Regions from separate parts of the Sus scrofa genome. Here region 1 is linked to region 2. A link is a contact called in public Hi-C data. All regions are on one chromosome and are shown on one strand. The core of a region is the stretch at or near the end of the contact, and the rest is flanking DNA. Distances in the headings are between cores, read along the strand shown.

The links. Hi-C and Micro-C count contacts between places; a contact is called where the count stands out from the background.
Region 1: a contact with region 2 is called in a Hi-C map of subcutaneous adipose tissue, with 1.9 times the contacts expected there. The contact joins the promoter of LLGL1 here to the promoter of SHMT1 in region 2. A contact is called at or near these places in 5 of 47 Hi-C or Micro-C datasets (blood, embryonic fibroblasts, mesenteric adipose tissue and 2 more) and 2 of 2 datasets of contacts at active chromatin or transcription factors (alveolar macrophages and skeletal muscle).

Annotation. Positions count from the first base shown.
Region 1 is chr12:60,497,170-60,501,785 of Sscrofa11.1, forward strand. It overlaps LLGL1 (lethal(2) giant larvae protein homolog 1), which reads right to left and starts at 3,254. Exons shown (of 24, transcript XM_021067985.1): 1 at 3,112-3,254; 2 at 31-128. The coding sequence starts at 3,192. It overlaps LOC110256131 (a long non-coding RNA gene), which reads right to left. Exons shown (of 2, transcript XR_002337407.1): 2 at 4,135-4,616.
Region 2 is chr12:60,411,534-60,416,398 of Sscrofa11.1, forward strand. SHMT1 (serine hydroxymethyltransferase, cytosolic) reads left to right here and starts at 2,888. Exons shown (of 15, transcript XM_021067992.1): 1 at 2,888-3,119; 2 at 4,287-4,439.

The DNA.
Region 1 (4,616 bases), core at 2,004-4,503, 86 kb after region 2:
CAGCGCCACGGCCCCGGCTGCAAAGGATACATCTTGACGGCCCCAGACCTGGTGCCAATGGCCATGATGCGGAGCTCCGGATCGAAGGCCAGGGCGCTGGGCTGGTTGGGGAAGCCATGCTCCACGGTCTGCGGGGGAGGCGAGGGCATGGGCGCAGGCACGGGGCTGCCCGAGGCAGCCTGCAGGCTCTGCCCCTGCCGCACCGTGGGGCTGGAGCCAGGTCCCTGGGCTCCGGGCCTGGGTGTCCCCAACTCAGAAAAGCGCGGTCACACCTCCGGTGGGCAGGGAAGGGCCTGAACCCCTGGCCGCAACCACAAGGCCTTCCTCGACCAAGGCCCCGGCCCCCCAACACTCAGGCCCACCCCGCTGTGCACGGGGCTCTGACAACAGAACAGCGCTCGGCGAGGAGGTATGGGCACAGAAGTGAACCCCGTGCCCACAGGCTCCGCTCCCCAGGCAGACCAGGGAATCCAGGGCGCTGCCCAACACAGGCTCTGGGTACAGGCCAGAGGCCCCTGACCCTGCCCCAAGGGCCGCTCCCGACTCCTAGAGACAAGGAGCTTCCTGCCCAGTCCCCGAAGGCGGAATCTGCACCCCCCGCCCCCCCACCCCCGACATGGGCTCCCACCTGGAAACTGGGAGGCAGGATTCTCACCCCACCACAGTGGGCATGGCGGGCAGGGGGCTTATGCACTGGGGACTGGCTCCGCAGCGGGTGCACCCCCCACCCCCCCATCCACGGAAGCCCTACTCAACCCCGAGGCCTGCCAGGGGGCCCTCCCCAGAAAGCCTGCGCCCCTGGGCCCCCAGCCCGACCTCCACAGCGAGGTGGGAACACAACTGCTCGCAGTCCTTCACCGCCTGCGCAAGCCCCCTGGGTGGGTCACTGCCCGGTCCAAGCCTCAGCTTCCATCTGGGCACTAGGGGCCGCAAGCCCACCTGAGGACAGTGGCCCACTTGCCAAGGCGGGGATGTGTGGCACTGCCATGCCCACAGTGGACCCGGCCGGCCGTGTCTGGCTGCCGCTCCTCCGCTCAGGACCCCCCCGGGGCTCCCAGCTCACTTCCAGTCAAAGCCAAGTCCTGGCCCTCGGGCCCCTCCCTGCCCCACGGGTCACTTGGTGGCCATGCACTCCCAGCCCCCGCATCCGCGGGCCTCTGCCTGGATGCCTTCCACCCAGCGTCCCTGTCGCCCCCCAACCACGCCCTCACCTGCCTGAGCTCACCCTTGGAGCCACCCCCGAAGCACGCTGCCTAGTTCCCTCTCTCCTGCCGGCTTCCCACCGTCTTCGCCGGAGTGAGAATTTGTTAAAATGACAAACATGTGGACGTGCCACATGCAACGGGGGGCAGGGCCGGGATGTGCACCCAAGTCTGGGTCCCAAGTCCGGGCTCACTCCTGCCCCCCGTTCCCCGCTTCCCCGACCCCTCGGGAATCTGGGGCCTATGTTCTTTCTTTTTTGTTTCCTTCTTTAGCCTCCCTGGGGTCCACGGAGCTCCTGAGCCAGTGATCAGAGCCAAGCGGCAGCTGCAACCTTTGCCACAGCTGTGGCAACGCCAGACCCTTAAGCCACGGTGCTGAGCCGGGGCCTGAACCTGCATGCTGGTGCTGCAGGGACGCTGCCCCTCTGATTGCGCCAAAGCAGGAACTCCTGGAGCCCATCTTCTAGGCATCAGCCGCCACACCCTCTAGTGACCAAGCCCCCTGCCCAAGATCATGCCCCTCCCACCACTGCTGCCCAGTCAAAATGGGGCCTCACCCTCCTTAGCAGGGAGACCGCAGCTTCTGCCAACCAGGGGCCCAGCCAGGGGGAGCAAGCCTTCCCCCTCCCCGCAGCTGCCTCAGGTCCCCACTTCACACCCCACCTCACGTGCCGAGGAAGTGACACCTTAGCACAACACCTGCCCAAACGCCATCCCTGTCCACACACCCGCACGGCCACTCAGCAAGGGAAGGGGGCCATCCAGGAGCCCCTGGGCACCAGCCCCCGCTCTGGACCCCTGGACCTTGAAGTCTGAGGGTCCTGGCCCCCGCTTCCACCACCTGGGAAACCCTGCCTGGCCCAGAGACGTTCTGCCCCGGCCGCTCCAGGACCAGCCATCCCAGAGCGTCACCTGGACAAGAGTCTCCTCGAAGCTGGCTCAGGACCACAGGAGGCCCTCCCAAAGTCCCTGTCCCTCCAGGCTACGTCAAATCCCACTGACGAGGCCAGGCAAAGACTGAGTGCCTCCGCTTACTCTGACTTTGGGCAGGTGGCCGGCCCTCTCTCAGCCTCAGTTGTCTCACCTGTGTGTTACCAGCCCCAAGAGCCTGGGTAGGGGCTGGGCGACCAGAGGGCTTGGGTGTAATACCCAGGCCACAAGTCACAGCCCTGGGGGAGTTGGCGAGGGGCAGGCCTCTCTCCAGCACACACTAGCGCAGGGGAGGCGGGGCCGAAGGCAGCCCCTTTCGGCGGCCCCTCTTGCCCTACCCAGGAAAGAAAGGAAGGAGCGGCCCGGCCCTCCCCCCCCCTCCGCCTGGGCTCCAGGAGAAGCAGTGGGCCGGATGGCCCGTGTGACACGGAGCCCACAGCAGGGAAGACAGGGGCTCTATCTCCGAGCAAGGGAAACTGAGGCCCCACGAGTTGAACTGCACTTGGCTACACGGCCAGGCATCCCCCCCGGGAGCCCCCGGCGGGGCAGGGCTGGGGGCAGAGCCCAGGGCGGTGGGGGAAGGGAGGAGAGGAACCGGGAAGGGATTTCCCAGCCCCACCCCCCAGCATCTGCCTCCACTCCGCGCCCCTCCCCACCGGCCTGGGGGCGAAAGCAAAACAAACTGGCCCGAGGGCTAACTAAGCAGGGGCGCCGAGGGGCCCCCAGAGAAAGAGATAGACAGTAAGTGGAGCCGGAGCCAGAGTTGAGAGCCGCCAAGAGACACACGGAGGCGGAGAGGCCCGCAGGAAGAGGCCGGCGGAGTTCGAGACGCGGAGACAGAATCAGGGGAGCGGAGGGCAGGGATGGAGGGAGGCTGGCGCGCGGTTCCAGCGGAGCCGGGCGGCCCGGCCGGCGTGCGCCCCCTCCCCCGGCCCGACGTGGCTCCGGCCCGGCCCCCACCCCCGGCCCGCCGTCGCACCTTGTGGAAGGCGAAGAGCTCCTGCTTGAGCTTCTCGCGCTGCGGGTCGGCGCCCTGCCTGCGGAACCGAAACTTCATCATCTTGCGCCCGGCCGCCCGCCGCCGCCCGCAGGATGCGCCGCGCGGCCCCGCCGGTCCTGAGGCGCGGGCGGGCGGGCGCCAGGCGCGGGCGCGGCGGGGCGGGGCCTGCTCGGGGGCGGGCCCGCCCGACGGACGCGCTGTCCGGCCAATGGGCGGCGCGCGGCCCGCCCGGCCCGCCCCTGCCGGTCGCCCAGTGGGCGCCCGCGAGCATGCCCATCGCGCATGCGCCGCGGGAGCGGGGCCTGCCGGGACTCGTAGTCCGTGAGCGGGGCTCCAGCGTGGGCGGCTGGGGAAAAGCCTTGGAAAGGCAAGGCGTGTTTCCCCCCCGCCCCCCTCCCTGGCTCACTGGAGGCCAGTCTCTTCCTGCGACGAGCAAACAACGCGCACACTCAGGTCATGAGGCATCTCCGTCCCAAAAGCCAGGAGAGTTCTGACCGGGGCGAACACAGTGATTGCATAGTCGTGTTACGTTTGGCCACTTTCGCAGGACACCCCTTGGCCCATCCCCCAGTGTGCCAGAGCACCGTCCACGCCATGCTCCCGGTCGGCTGGGTGGTTGGTCGGAAATGCCCTCCTCTGCCCCCAGCCTCTGGGGCACTCCTACACATCCTTCAGGACCCAAAGTAAAAAGCTCTAGTGGCCGCACGGAGGATTCTCAGGAGCGCCATCAGCTCAAGAGACAGAGATGCGGTGGAGAAAAGAGCCCCTTCCTCAGGAGCTGGCACTCGGGACGCTCCTGAGATGGCATCTCGGCTTCTCCGACGAGCAGGGAGGGCCTCCTCGGCTGTGTAGAGAAAGCTGCACTGCCTCCACTCAGAATGACGATCGGGCTGTTCCCATCCAACGTCCAGGCCTCCTTGTCTCATCTGGACAGTGGCCTGGAGACTGAACCTTTCTTTTCAAGGCTGAGAATAGGCTGCCCGAGGCTCAGGGTCCCAGAAGCTTAGGTGGGGCCTGTAGACCAGGCCCAGACCCCCCTAGCTGTGTGAAGGGCGGAGTGCCTGGCTTGTGACCCCAGGCAGCTGCCAAGCCACGGGCTTGGCTGCACCCCTCCACCCACGCCAGCCCTGCTCAGCCCTTCCCTGGGGTTGGAGCTGGATCTGGAAGAGGGCAAGTGGGAAGCAGGGGGCGAGAGGAGCAAAGATGTTAACAGGGCACAAGAGTGTCTGCGAGTGGCAGGCGCCATTCAAAACCCTTTCCTGGTTTCAGCTGATGAAGGCGGAAGCTAAGACAGGTGGGTACAGGCAGGGGGCAGAGCTGGCTGCCCTGAGAGGGGTCAGGCCCCTCGGGCCATGGCCCACTGCACACCCAGCACCGGAGGCCCCACTCTGAGCCCTGGGTTCTGGTCCCTGCCCTGCCCTGCCCCCCCATGGCTGAGTGGCAGGGCCTGAGCCCAGGGCCTCATTTGCCCAATGAAGGCCTCA
Region 2 (4,865 bases), core at 1,638-4,137:
TCAATATTTTGATCATCGTAATACATGCACATACATGTCCATAACACATGGAACATTCCTTAAAAGACACAAAAAGTATTAGAAGAAAACTACACAGCACTGTCACTCATATCACTCGTGAACAGACGCAAAAATCCTTACCATAACACAAATACAGGTGTTCCCGTTGTAGCTCCGCACAAAATGCTAAGAACCTGGCAGTGTGTGTGAGGATGCAGGTGGATCCTTGGCCTCGATCAGTGGGTCAAGGATGTGGCCTTGCCGAAAGCTGTGACGTAGGCGCCCGATGCGGCTCCAATTGGGTGTGGCTGTGGCTGTGGCATGGGCTGGCAGCTGCAGCTCTGATTCGACCCCTAGCCCAGGAACCTCCATATGCTGCAGGTGCTGTCTTAAAAAGAAAAGAAGAGGGAAAAAATATTAACAACTCAAATCAAGAAATATATAAAAATGAAAATACACTTGACTAAGTGGGGTTAATCCCAGAAATACAAGGCTTATGCAATACAGTAGTTTTCTTCTAGTAACTTTTGCCTAATTTCTGCAAAGAGGTGGAACGTGGAATCATAAACTGTGTTGGAAGGTGTTTACCGCTTCTCTGTTTTTCCGAAAGACTTTGCCTGGAATTCTTTCTTTCGTAAATGTTTGCTAGATAGGAAAAGTATCTGGGTTTGGAGTTTTCTCAATGGGAACTTTAAAAATATATAAATTCGAGGAGTTCCCATTGTGGCTCAGCAGAAACACATCTGACTAGTATCCCATGAGGACGCAGGTTTGAACCCTGATCTTGCTCAGCAGGTTAAGGATCCAGCGTTGCTGTGAGCTGTGGTGTAGGTCGCAGAGGCGGCTCGGTATGCCTGTTGTGTAGGCCGGCAGCTGCAGCTCCAACTAGACCCCTAACCTGGAAACCTCTATATGCCGTGGAGGGTGGCCCTTTAGAAAAATAGAGAGACAAAAATACATAAATTCAAGTTCTTTACTTGATATGAAACTTCATAATTTCTATTTCTTCTTAAGTCGTTTTTGGTCATTTGTGTCCTTCAAGGAATTTGTCCGTTTCATTTCAACTCCCTTATTATTGTTTAATGCTTGCTTGATTTATACTGATAGCTCCTTTTGCCATTCCTGCTATTGGTAATTTGTGTCTTCTCTCTCTTTTTTTTTTTTTTTTTTTTGGTCTTTTTGACTTTTCTAGGGCCACTCCTGCGACATATGGAGGTTCCCAGGCTAGGGGTCGAATCGGAGCTGTAGCTGCCGGCCTACGCCAGAGCCACAGCAACGCGGGATCCGAACCACGTCTGCGACCTACACCACAGCTCACGGCAACGCCGGATCGTTAACCCACTGAGCAAGGCCAGGGATCGAACCCGCAACCTCATGGTTCCTAGTTAGATTCGTTAACCACTGCGCCACGATGGGAACTCCTTCTCTCTTATTTTCTTGCTTATTCTGGCTAGAGGTTCATTCGTCTTGATTTCTCCGCAGCTTTGATTGCGTTTCCTTCTCTTCTCCTTTACATGGTTGAGCGCAATTATAAAAGTTGGATTAGGAGTTCCCGTCATGGCGCAGCAGAAGTGAATCTGACTTGGAACCATGGGGTTGTGGGTTCAATCCCTGGCCTTGCTCAGTGGCTGAAGGATCCGGCGTAGCTGTGGCTGTGGTGTAGGCCGGCGGCTGTAGCTCTGATTATACCCCTAACCTGGGAACCTCCATATGCCTTGGGTGTGGTCCTAAAAAGAAAAAAAAAGAAAAAGAAAAAGAAAAGAAAGTGGAATTAATATCCTAGTGTGCTAGTTTCCGCACCTCTGTCATCTCTGCCTGTTTCTATTATTGATGATTTTTCCTTTTGTGGGGCCCATTTTTCGGCTTCTTGGCACGCTTACTAATTTTTCATTGAACACAGGACATGGGATGTGATTTGCTGAGTATTTGAACTTTGTGGTCCCCTTTAAAGGGTGTTGGACTTTGCTCTGCTCAGCAGTTACTTGTGGTCAAACTCATGTTTGATCTCTTGGAGGCTTTTAGAAATAGTTTATCTCAGGAGTTCTTGTCGTGGCTCAGTGGCAACATACCTGGCTAGTATCCATGAGGTCGCAGGTTCGATCCCTGGCCTCCCTCAGTGGGTTCAGGATCCAGCGCTGCTGGGAGCTGTGGTGCAGGTTGCAGACGCAGCTCAGATCTGGCATTGCTGTAGCTGTGGTGTAGGCCGGAAGCTCCAGCTCCAGTTCGACTCCTACCCTGGGAATTTCTGTAGGCCGTGCATATGGCTCTAAAAAGACCAAAAAAAAAAAAAAAAAAGTTTGTTTCAAAATAATGATGAAATTAGATAGTGCAGAGAGGGCCTGTGAGTCCTTTACCCAATTTGCCCCGCGCCTACGTCTTTCCTAACTATCCTACGGTATCAAACTCAGGAAATGTATACAATGCGTGTAGCAGCTCCTGCTGGGGCACACTGGGTTAATGATCTGGCTGGTCTCTGAGCGGGTGCCATCCCCAGCCTGGTGCCGTGGGTTAAGGATCCAGCATTGCTGCCGTTGGGGTGTAGCTCACGGCTCCAGCTTGGATTCCATCTCCAGCCTGGGAGTTTCCATGCGCCCTGGGGGCCGTGGAAAAAGAAATAACATGAACTAAAATAGATAAATAAAACTAAATAGTGTCTATTTCTAAGTCCTTTTAGCACGTGTCTGGAGTCACAAGCAGTGGCTTCTCGTGTCCAGGGTTTTCCTCTCCATGGCAGCCCCAGCGGCCCTAACGTCGGGACTGGAAGGCTGCGGGGAGAAACAAGGCATGGTTTCACGTGGCCTGTCGCTCTGAGCGGCACAGAGAAGTCTCGCGCCATCTCGCCCGGGGCCATGAATGATCCGTTTGTCTGGCTCCGTCCACCTGTTCGGGGCCGAGTTGCCCCGTCTGTTATCAGATCAGCTGCGGCAGCGTTGCAGAGCTTGTGCTCAAGGGACCCCTGTTCTGCTGAATAATTGTCCGAAGGTGCAGGTGCCGTGGCGCGGGCAGTGGGGACTTGCCAAGGGGGGAGACCGGCGGGGCTGCCTTTAAGCAAGAAGGGGAACGTTCTCCCCTCAGTACGGAAAGAGACGAGGTGTGTGCTGACGTGGCTGAGACCTAAGGTAAGAAGAACCCTTTCAAGTGAGCTTCAGTGGACATACAATGTTGCAGGTTTCGGGGTACCTGGGAGTGATCCACGATTTTTACAGGTTATACTGCACTTACAGTTATTATAAAATACTGGTTATATTCCTGTGCCATACAATATATCCTTGCAGCTGATGTATTTTATACATAGCAGGTTGCATCTCTTAACGCCCTACCCTTCCCTCTTCTCACTAGTTTCTTCTTTGAATCTATCAGTCCCCCCCTCCTTTTTTTTTTTTTTTTTTTTTTTTTTTTTTTGCTTTTTAGGGCTGCACCTGTGGCCTATGGAGGTTCCCAGGCTAGGGGTTGAATCAGCGCTACTTCTGACAGCCTACGCCACAGACACAGCAATGCAGGATCCAAGCCACATCTGCGACCTACACCACAGTTCGCAGCAACGCCGGATTGTTAACCCACTGAGTGAGGCCAGAGATGGAACTCTCCATCTCATTGTTCCTAGTCGGATTCGCCTCCGCTGAGCCACGACGGGCACTCCTCCTGTTGAATTTTATGTAATCTTGATGTGAATACTTTTTCAGACACACGGTTTGCAAATATGTTCTCCTGCTATGTAGCTTTACCTCTTCATCCTCTTAACAGTCTCGAATAAAGTAAATCTGGGTTGCCCTCCCCTTCCTCACAAGTCTGGGCCCTGTGCTGCTTGTGTCAAGTCTGCAAGGAGCTCTTGGATAAGGTTGTTTTTGTTTGTTTTGCTGATTTTTTTTTTTTTTTTTGCTTTTTAGGATCGCAGCATATGGATGTTCCCAGGCTAGGGGTTGAATTGGAACGACAGCTGCTGGCCTGCGCCACAGCCACAGCAATGCCATCCCCAAGCTGCGTCTGTGACCGACACCGCAGCTCATGCCAACGCTGGATCCTTAACCCACTGAGCGAGGCCAGGGATCGAACCCACAACCTCATGGTTCCTGGTCGGGTGCGTTTCTGCTGTGCCCCCACAGGAACCCCTCTTGGAGAAGTTTTGCCCCGTTTCTTGGTTGTTTATCTGGGAAGGTTAAGTCCAGTCTGTCATCCGCCTGGAAGAGGGTGTCTGCTTTGTATCTTTAACACACTTTTACACGGCAACACAGGAAGTGATAACAGTGGCGTTTCAAGTTCCTTTTTTTTTTTTTTTTTTTTTAAAGTGTTGCTGACTAGGGAAGAAAGAGAGGCAGAGGCAGAGGCAGCCTGATGGCAGGGATGACAGAGCGGATGGGGCTCCAGCTGTCTGTCCACCTCCCTGCTCCCGCCCCCCCTGGAGAAATCAGAGCCGTGAGGTGGCTGTGACCCTCGCTCAGGCAGGTTCCTTGTCCCCCTCGGGCAGAGTCAGTGGGTCTCTTCTCTGCCACCACCCCCCCCCCGCCAGGATTTGTCTCTCCTTCTCCCCTCTCTGTGACACTTCCCCCAGAGGGTCAGCTCGGCCTGGGAGTGGACGAGCTGGTCCCTGGGAATGTGGGGGAGAACGAAGGCCGTGGATGGTGTGTCTGGAGAGCCCAACACCTGGAGGAAGGCAGAGGACGAGTGAGCAGGGCCCAAAGTGGACTTGAGAAGAGCTCAGAGAGGTCGAGCGACTTACTCAGGGCTGCCCAGCACATTCACTTTGCATACCTCTGCGTGCCTTTGTGGCAGAATCAACCGACTGGTTTGCCGTCCTCGTCTGCCCCTGACCCGTGTGCCTCTTCTAATGAGTTAGCATCCGCCCCCCACATGTGTTCACGTGGGGA